2 separate regions of the Gossypium hirsutum genome follow, and region 2 is linked to region 1. The links are chromatin contacts, called in public Hi-C maps. All regions are on one chromosome and are shown on one strand. Each heading gives the region's core, a stretch centred on a gene start, on an enhancer-like site or on the middle of the called end of the contact. The rest is flanking DNA. Distances are from core to core; before and after follow the strand shown.

Region 1 (5,186 bases), core at 1,107-3,606:
AAATTCCATTTTATGATTTTCGGATATTATTTAAAGTTTTTTTATATTAATTTTTTAAGTAAATAAAAACAATCAATAAGTGTTATAACATTTTTTATTGGATTTTTTTATATAAATATTTTTTTAGAAATTAAAAAAAATTATCTCTTTAATATATAACCATTGTATAAAATTATTTTAAATATTAGTATTACAATTTTTAACAGGAAATAATATATTATGATTTTTTTCTCTCTTAAATCTGGTTAAAGCTATACAGGTAGGAAACCTACAAGTGTGAGGTGTCATAAATTTGGTCATTAATCCAAAACTGCTGTCCAATAAGTAGTTGAGACCAGATAGGCCTACTTTATGCATGTGGAAGAAAAAGTGTAATACAACATTATTCCCTCTAATCATTACCCTACCAAATGTTTAACTCTTTCATTTCCCATTTTTTTAATAAATAAAGTAAATAGAGAGTCAAATCATAAAATGGGCAGATATCATTTTTGACAAATAATTGCATAAACTAAAATTAAAAAAATTGGGAGGTTTTTTTCTTTTATTTTCTTTTCTTATAATTTGATAAGTATTAAAATGTTAGCAACTTGACTCTTTCATTGGAATTATGGACTGTCCTTCCACCAACCTTGATAATATGGACAAGCATCGCACAGAGAACATATCTACTGCACTCTTTGGAAACTAAATAATTATGAATTAAGTACCAAAACAATGTCTAACTTTCTACAGCATGGACTATCATTCTTGCAATGAATGAATCATATTCCTAGTTGCCATGGTCGTATGACCCACAAACACAGGCTTTTATATTCTAATTTGACACGAGAATCTCTTATTTTGGTGATTGATAAAAATTCTCCCATTCATATATACCTAACCTTAAATCATTACTTCATTAAAAACTATTTTGTTAAATGTCATTAAATTCTTTTATATTTACATAAGATAGCCGTTATATTTAAAATTTTAGATGGACTAAAAGAAATTATATAAATATTAATACCCACCATCAATCAATGTTTTATTTAGTTAAGTTATAGGTCCCTTTTATTTTATAAAATGACAAAACGGTGCATTTGAAAAATGAAAAAGTACTAAAAATTATGAAAAACTCAATAAAAAATCATAGCATAAAAAAGAGGGGGTTGAAAAATGAAAATCTTTGAAAAAAAAAATGAAATATCTCTTATTGAGAATAAGAAGAAATTATCAATATATGTTAGAGTTGTGTGATCCGAATTCTTGCTAAAGAAATAATATAATGGTAAAGTTAGGGGATCTGTGGTGGGCTTAAGGCCGATGGCCGAAGTATATAGATGTAGAACTACGCTATATGTTGCATAAGTAGAATTTGTATAGTACTACGCTTCTTTTATTTGACTTTGATTAAAATAAGGTTTTTCAGTCTTTAAATAGATGTAGTTGGAACTCTTCTTATATCATTCGATTTTTCAACACTAGTCAGTTTTCTTCTCCCCTGCCCGTAATTTTTTCCTAAAAGAATTTCTATATAATTTCTTTGTGTTTTATTTTTCTTTCTTATTACTTTACTATCGTTTTATATTATCATTATTAATGTTTAATTTTACTTTATGTATCAATATTGAAATCTATTTTCTAATTTCAATGGGACATATGTGCTTCTTGACAAAGGAATAAAGCTTGACTATGAACAGTGGTTAAGATTTTGTTTTATTATATTGTCCTTTATGAAGATCTTCTTTTGTTGCGTGGTTTTCACCCATTTTTATAGTCCCATTAGAAAGAAAATTCCAACACATTTTGCACCATCAAAAGCAAAACCTTGCACTCTAGGGTTTCCATTCCCCCTCCTAATGGGGTTGATTTGAAGTGATGCAAAGTTTGTGAAAAAGCATAAATAATGGAAACGTTTTGTCCTTGGGAATGGGGTTGTTGAGAGGTATGTGTTGCTTGGTGGCGTGGATTTAGAATGTAAATGTAATGTTAGTATTTCAATGTGTAAATTTGAGAAGAAACCTTAGAAAATAATGTATCATCATTCATAAAAAGGTTAATAATTGTATAATGTTGAAGTTCTAATACATGTATTTCTCTACCCTCATCTTTCACATATTATTATTCATCGTACCATATTATATTTATATAAATTTTGATATATTCATATCATATTTGTATTATTGTGTCGTATTTGTGCTATATTTAAATTTCTTCTCCTTTATATTGTATTTGTATATTATGTGACCGTTTCTTATCTGTTATCACCAAATCTACTATGCATTCAAAAAAATGTGGTTGTAGGCGTCTAGCAAAGTGAGGCTTTTTGTTGTACACTAGGGGAAAGAGTAGTCTAATGGGCTGGGTTTGGTACAAAGTAGTTGAACGTACTAATTTGATGCTTCTTGTTGAGGTTGAAGTTATTATTACCCAACATTGTTTAAATCACTCATAAGTTCAAATATCTAAAAGTGATGATGTTATATTCGAATTCAATCAGCATAAATAAGTATAATAGTAGAAATTGGGCTAAATTTCTCATCAAGGGTTGGGCTTCAATGTATATATATATATTCAAGAAAGGTGGTCCATTTGGGTTAGAAATTAGAATAATGTGACCAATAAGTTTCTAAATTCTGAATGTTCAAAAAATGATTGTGGCTAATATATGGATACTTTTCCTCTGCTTTGACTTTGAACTATGAACCCAACCTAAGATATTCAGCCTGCTTGCTAAAAAGAACAATAGGAACCACTACCATGCTAAAATAAAAAGGACAAAGAGATACCAACTTATTATTTGAAGCCACAAAGTTTGATGAAGAGGAAAAAGAACAGTAAGTTTGTAATGATGTTTTTTTTTTCTTCGAGGGGGGGACGGTTGACAATTTATTTTCCTCAAATTTGGTTTGGGCCCGAAATTAAGCCCAAATTATTATCTATAAACCGTTATTTTATTTTAAAAATTATACTTTTATTAATACATTTTTATAATTAATTTAAATAAAAGCTACTTTTTTAATGTCAAATAGTAACTTGAGCCTTTAATTACAAATATCCTTACCAGTAGGCTTGGCATAATAAACTTCATTTGTCGGGCCACTTATTAAAACTCAAAGATTTATTCGGAAAGTGTGAGGGTTTAAGTAAAAATATAAGTTTAAAAAATGGGTTTGGACAAAAAAGGACTCATTTTTCAAACAGACCGAACTTCAGGTAAGATTTTTTGGCCCTGACCCTACTTGGCTCGAATTTGCCTAATTTTTTTTACTGTTTTTTACTATCATTTTGATGTTGTTTTGTTATCATTTGCTATTATATTGTTACTATTTTGTTATTATCGTTTAGATACTGTATAACTCTTATTTTATTATTGATTTTGTTACTATTTTAAAGACATTTGTTTGTTAAGTTACAACTATATTAATGTTATTTAAGTATAAAACTTTTTTAAATGTATTTTCAGTTTATTGGTTAATATTTTTAGTGTATTTGATGTATTATATTTTTTAAACTTGTTTATAAAAAAAATTAATACAAGCGGGCCAAGCTCAGGTTTAGCATTTTTTATCTGGGTCGAGTTTGGACAAAATTTTAAAACTAGTTTTCGAGGTAAAATAACCAATCCTTAACTCCTAATAATTTTAAGTTACCTTAAAAAATTAATATGCGTTTTTTAAATATTTTATTATACTCATACAAGGTATTTATCAATTTTTTGATATTACTTGTGAAGTTTAAAATTTTTATTTAAAGTGTATTGAACATTTTCCATAAATTTTACTGTTTTGAGTTCTTTTATCCTTCCCTTTAAAATGTTTGTGGATATTAAGTGAAGTATATTTTTAATAATAGTAGAGGATAAAAATTGTAAATTTAAAATTGATATGAATAAAAAAATAAAATATTAAGATATTTACTACACCATCTTTGATTTTGTCAACCTAAATGAAATGGATTAGGACGAAAGAGAAATGTTTCTTTGTGCTACATGTTATATTGGAGACCATACCTAAAAGAACCCTTGGTGAAAATATCAATTAAAAGACTTGTGTCTGAAACAAGCCATCTTCCAAGGTGCAGAGAAAATGAGAATAAATATCCCACAAGAAAGAAAAAGAAGGAGAGGGGGTCCATGAAAGTGGGATGACAAAATCTTAAAGGTGTAAAGAGCCAAAAAGCACAGGCGCAGAGAGGTAGGCCAAATGCCCTTTTTAATGATGAGAGACGGGAAGATTGATTGGTTGGATGGAGAGTGCAACAAAATTAGTAAAACAGCCGGAGTGACGTTTGCGGTGTTTTAGAGGTGAGTGAATTGGGCATCGCGGTTTAAAATATCAAGGCCCCCATGATATTTGCCAAATGCCGTAGCCGTCGTTGTCATTGCCAATCTGCCACTTTTTAGCAACGTGGATGGAGCAGCATCGCTGGTTTGCACTGGAAATTTTTGTAATATGGACTGTCAGCCTCAGTCGGTGGTTCCAGAATGGCTTTCTGGTTGGGAGGGAGGGACCCTTCATATCAACTTGTAGCCTCCATTTCCATCCCTTTGATTTTATTAGCGTGGAAGTTGGGTATGGTTTGGCTGGTACTTAGGGGGCCCTTAGAGTTGCTTTTTTGAATTCAAATGTTTTAGCTTCAATTTCTGCCGTTAAATGTTACAAGTGCAAGTCCCAATTGGATAAACCGTTGGCTTTAATATAAAAGAAATGTATTGAGTTTGAGTCTCATATACAAAAGTAAAATGTAGAATTAACATGTTTAAAAAGTAAAATAAATCTAACATAAAAATGATATTAAGTAACGTTTGGTAATTTTTCATAGTATGATTACAATAGAATGCAATCCTTTAAAATATGATTGTCGGAAAAATTATTTTACAACTTTTGGTATATATAATAAGGTATTGATTGAAATCTCGAAAAAATTACATTATCATATTTGATTCACTAAGTACTTTCCTAATGATATAATGATAATTTATAAATTTACCTTTATTAAATAAAAGATAATATCCTTTTATTTAATTTTTATAATAAACTTTATTCTTAACAAATATTTGAATTAAATATTTTAATAATAAAATTTAATTGATTATTTTAAATTATTTTTTAATTGAAAATTTTAATTAAAAGAAAATTTATTTTAATTTTTTCTTGCCTATATTTTCTAAATATATTAATGCATATATAAAATTGTGGATA
Region 2 (4,933 bases), core at 606-3,105, 64 kb after region 1:
AGGGGTTCATTTGAATGATTAAATTTTGAAAGAATAGATATATAATGAACTCTCTACGAAGGGATTTACCCGAATGAGTAAATTCCATAAAAGTAGATATGTAATGAGCTTTGTATTTTCCCTTGAAATCTTAAAGGCTATGCCTAGTGGAGCTAGCAGTTGCTTTTTAGCAAGCCGAAGCCTTAAAAGGCCATGGGTGCATGATAGGGTGCTAGAGCCTTTAGAGGGTTTGATGAACAAGCACTGGAGCCTTAAGAGGCTTCACCAAAAAACGACAAAGGGCCTTTGGAAAGCCTACGCCCAATAAGGCACTAAAGCCTTAAGAGGCTTCATTGAAAATGATATTGGAACCTGTCAGAAGCTTGTTGTTGATGAAGAGTTGCTCCTTTAAGAATCAATTAACCCCTAGTAAAATTATTAAAATATCTTTTAAGTTCTTCATGTCAACTTTTTTTCTTGTCATACGGTAAGTCAATCGTTACATCATTATTTTTTCTATGTTAACTGCCATATCATCACTTAGCAACCTAAAGCTTCATCAGAAAATTATATTTTAAGAGATCAATTAATTGCTAACTTTTGACCAATAACTCAATTGATTGTAGCTTTCAATCATAGGCTTGATTATTTTTTAATTATATTAGAAGGCCTTTTTTACTATTTAAGCTTTATTATTTAACGCTGGAGATAAAGGGTGCTTGGGATTGAATTTGGGCTCAATTTTCTTGTTATTGGGTTTTTAAAATTTGTTGTCCACTTTCAAAACCCAATGAGAAAAAAAGAGTTAAATTTGATAATTGATATATATTTATAAATTTATTTAATTTTATAATTTTATTAAAAAATAGGCTTATTTGTCATAAAGTTCTTAAAAATGTAAAAAAAAATCAATTAAACTCTTGTATCAAATTTGTACCTAATTAAACCCCCTGTTGTTGATTAAAATAATCAATTAAGTCCTATTGTTAATGATTTTCACCATGATCATGTTGACTGTTAAAATAAATTGACGGACAAATCACATGGTGACACATGATAGCTTTTGGTTTAATCTAATATTTTTCTCATAAAAATTATAAAAAAAACAAAAAGTTATAAAAATTCAGGAAACATTATTAAAAATATTAAAATTGATATAAACTTATTAAAACTATAAACATATAAAAACTTATAAATATTATAAAAATATAAAATTAATAAAATTTATTTAAAATAAAAAATTTATTAGAATTCTTTAAAAATAATAAAAATTGTAAAAAATTATAAAAATATATTAAAAACTTGAACTAGATCGGTTAGCCCAAAATCGACAAGGGTACCGGTTTGGGGAAAGCCATTAGACCGGTTGACTTGGGAATTGAGAAGTTGAACCGGTCTAACGGTTGATATCCTTGTCAATTTCTGTCTGATCAGTCCAACCGACTGATCCGATCTGATCCAATTCAAGTTTTTATGTTTTTTTAGTAATTTTTATAAGTTTATATCAATTTTAATATATACATTTATAATTTTTAATATTTTTATAGAATTTTAATATGTTTTTATAAAATTTTAAATACATTTTATTATTTAATATTTATAAGTTTATATAAATTTATATATATTAAATTTTTTTATAATTTTTTGATTACTTTTTATATATTTTAATAATTTTTGTGATTTTTAATAATTTTTATGATAAAAATATTAGGTTAAACAAAAAAAAAAGTAGCTAGTGATACCATCTTACTGATCTAGAAATTTATTTTAACATAATCAATGAGAAAAATTAATTAATGATAGATGGTTGAAATTTGATAGAGAAAATTAATTAATTTTTTTGGTGAGATATAAGCATTTAAAATATATATCATTTATGATTCAACATAGGGTATGAAGTATGAATATGGAAGGCAAAAAAAGAAAAAAAGACAAACAAACAGAAATAGAAGTTGACCTCTTACGCTACAACTACTTTCCAAGTCTTTCATTTTAAGCATTCTCTTAGATCCAAAGTTTCACCAACTGAATTTCCCAGAAATCTTTGCAACAGCTTTAACTGTTACTACCAAAATTTCAGGTTTGTTTTTTTTCTTTTCTTTTTATTCTACTAAATTTTGTTCATTGAATTTGCAAAACCACCCACCAAGCTATAAGCTTGAATCCGATGCTCTTGCTGTAGATCAACGCTTATGTAGTGACTACAACTTCAGTTTTGATGCGGACGTAGCAAAACTGCTGTATTTGTAAACTTCGCAAAACTGCTGTATTTGTAAACTTCGTTTTGTTCTTTGAGAAATTGGGTTTTGATTTTTAATGGTTTCTAGGAAGTGGGTAGCTGAGAAAAGAGATTGATTATTGAAAATTTTTGGAACCATGAGGAGTGTATATGTGACTGTTGTTGTTGTTTGTATAATGTGCGAGATGTTTATCTTAGGGTTGACAAATTATGTTCCAGAAGTGGAGTTTGAGTTTAAAAAAGAATCTTCTATGGAAGTGGAACACAATTATGAAAGAATCGGTGAGGTAAAGAAACATTGTAAACCAATTCTATCATCAGCTTCTGAATTCAAAGCTGAAGATAATAGGATAGCTGATATAAAAGAGGAGCTCAATTTCGGGTATGGGGATTGGTGGCAGGATGTTGGTGATGCTCCTATTATGCCATTTGATGATAGAGATATCCCTAAGAATTTGTCACAGCCTCCCTCTAATATATCTTCTTTCTGGATCACAAATGTCGATCACAAACATCGGACTAAGAAGTATGTAAGTGTCAGTGGCATTTTGATGTTGGGCATAACATTGGATACTTCATTTGCGGAGAGGCCATACAAGGGTAGTCCTCGATTTCAGATATGGCCTGCTCATACTCAGCTTGCAATTTCATTCGAAGGGATTTATATGGAAAACAAACGGAATGGTGGAGAAAGAGTGATTTGTTTGTTAGGGGATGCAATGTTGCCATCTCGGGAGTCTGACTCAAGCAATCCATGGGAATGGGTGAAGGACTCTGATCAAAACAACAACCAGGTACCCCTTTTGCAAGATGATCAAATATTGCTTGTTCTTCGCTACCCCTTGACACATACTTTGACAAATAAGGTGATACGAGGGGAGTTGAAAAGTTTAAATCCAAAGTCAAATGCTAAGTACTTTGATGAGGTTCACATTTTGGGACAGATGCTCAAGTCGACAAAATATGAATTTGGGTCTGAGAAGATTGTATCCAAGGCATGTGATCCTTATCCATATCGAGATAACTTGATGAGTTCTGGCATCAATGTTTACAAAGGAGGTAGTTTCTGTGCAATTCTTGAGAAAGTTACTAATAGTGGACCTTTCACTGTTGTGCCAAACTGGAAATGCGATGGCGCAGATGACTACTGTAGTAAGCTGGGTCCTTTTGTATCAGATCAAGAGATTAAAGCCACAAATGGGAGCTTCAAGGATGTCATGCTTTACATGCAGGATGTCAGGTGCAAGCCAACTAGTGGGCATCAAAATGATAGTGTGGCAAGAGTTGCTGCAGTTTTTCGGGCCACTCCTGCATTGGAGGATCGGTATAGAGTGCAATGGAGGTCTGGGCTTAGCAACATGACTCTAGCTGCTGAAGGAATCTGGAATTCTTCCAGCGGGCAGCTTTGCATGGTTGGTTGTCTAGGCATAGTAGATGCAGAAGGGAGTAGCTGTAACTCTCGTATATGTTTGTATGTTCCTCTGTCGTTCTCCTTAAAGCAACGAAGCATTATTTTTGGGAGTATTTCGAGTATTGATAGAAGTAATAAGCTATACTACCCTTTATCATTTGAAAGGTTACTGAGGCCCTCAGAGCTGTGGAATTATTTCAGAGTGTCACATCCTTATTATAGTTACTCAAAAATCCAATCAGCTGGTGCAATCCTAGAAAAAAATGAGCCCTTCAGTTTTGGAGCTCTAGTCAAGAAATCCTTGCTGCAATTTCCTAAACTAGACGACACTGATGACTTTTTATCCAGTCTTTCTTTTCTTGCAGAAGATCTGACCCTTCAAATTTCTGCAGCTCCTGATCCTTTTTCAAATTCTCATCCTCTGAGAGTTGATATTCAGATGGATATTTTCTCAATTGGTCCTTTGTTCGGGCGCTATTGGTATTCAAGAAATGAAACAACTGCAGGAGAGACACCTTACCGCAGTAAAGCTGAGTACACAGAAAAGCAGCTCCTTTTGAATGTATCAGCTCAACTAACCATTATTGGAAAAGATTATAGCAATTTTTCTGTTCTTTTTCTGGAGGGTCTTTATGATCCGCATTTTGGAAGGATGTATCTTGTTGGCTGCAGGGATGTTCGAGCTTCATGGAAGATCTTATCTCAGACCATTGATCTAGAATCAGGGTTGGATTGCTTGATCGAAGTCATAGTGTCTTACCCACCAACTACTGCACGGTGGTTGTTCAACCCAACTGCAAGAATCTCCATATCTAGTCAGAGACCTGAAGATGACCCACTATATTTTGGAATGATTAAGCTTCAGACTCTTCCAATTATGTACAGGAAGCAGAGGGAAGATATTCTCTCTAGGCGGGGTATTGAGGGAATCCTCTGTGTTTTGACTCTTTCATTTGCAGTTGCTTGCATTTCTAGTCAGCTGTTTTACCTCAATCAGGATGTTGATTCCTCTCCTTTTATTTCCTTTGTTATGCTGGGTGTCCAAGCCCTTGGGCATTGTCTTCCTCTTATTACTGGTGCCAAAGCTCTCTTCAAAAGAGAGGCTTCTGATTCTTATGAAATGCAATCTTATGACCTTGAGAAGAGTCAGTGGTTGAATTTGATTGATTACACGGTGAAGCTTCTTGAGCTGGTGATGTTCCTTTTGACTCTAAGGCTCTGCCAGAAGGTGTGGAAATCTCGGATCAGATTACTTTCACGATCCCCACTCGAATCACATCGTGTCCCAATTGACAAGCGAGTAC

The links. Hi-C and Micro-C count contacts between places; a contact is called where the count stands out from the background.
Region 2: a Hi-C map of leaf shows a contact between it and region 1, with 2.9 times the contacts expected there. The contact joins the promoter of LOC107897225 here to the enhancer-like site in region 1. A contact is called at or near these places in 8 of 34 Hi-C or Micro-C datasets (leaf and seedling).

Annotation. Positions count from the first base shown.
Region 1 is chrA10:12,439,720-12,444,905 of Gossypium_hirsutum_v2.1, forward strand. No RefSeq gene overlaps it. Among protein-coding and RNA genes, the nearest start is that of LOC107897221, 5.1 kb to the left of the region's middle. Within about 2 kb of position 2,357, at least 3 of the 9 cell types and tissues checked have an H3K27ac peak or open chromatin away from gene starts, as enhancers often do. A contact at or near this core is called in leaf, where this site is marked.
Region 2 is chrA10:12,503,948-12,508,880 of Gossypium_hirsutum_v2.1, forward strand. LOC107897225 reads left to right here and starts at 1,856. Exons shown (of 2, transcript XM_016822599.2): 1 at 1,856-2,059; 2 at 2,162-4,933. The coding sequence starts at 2,356.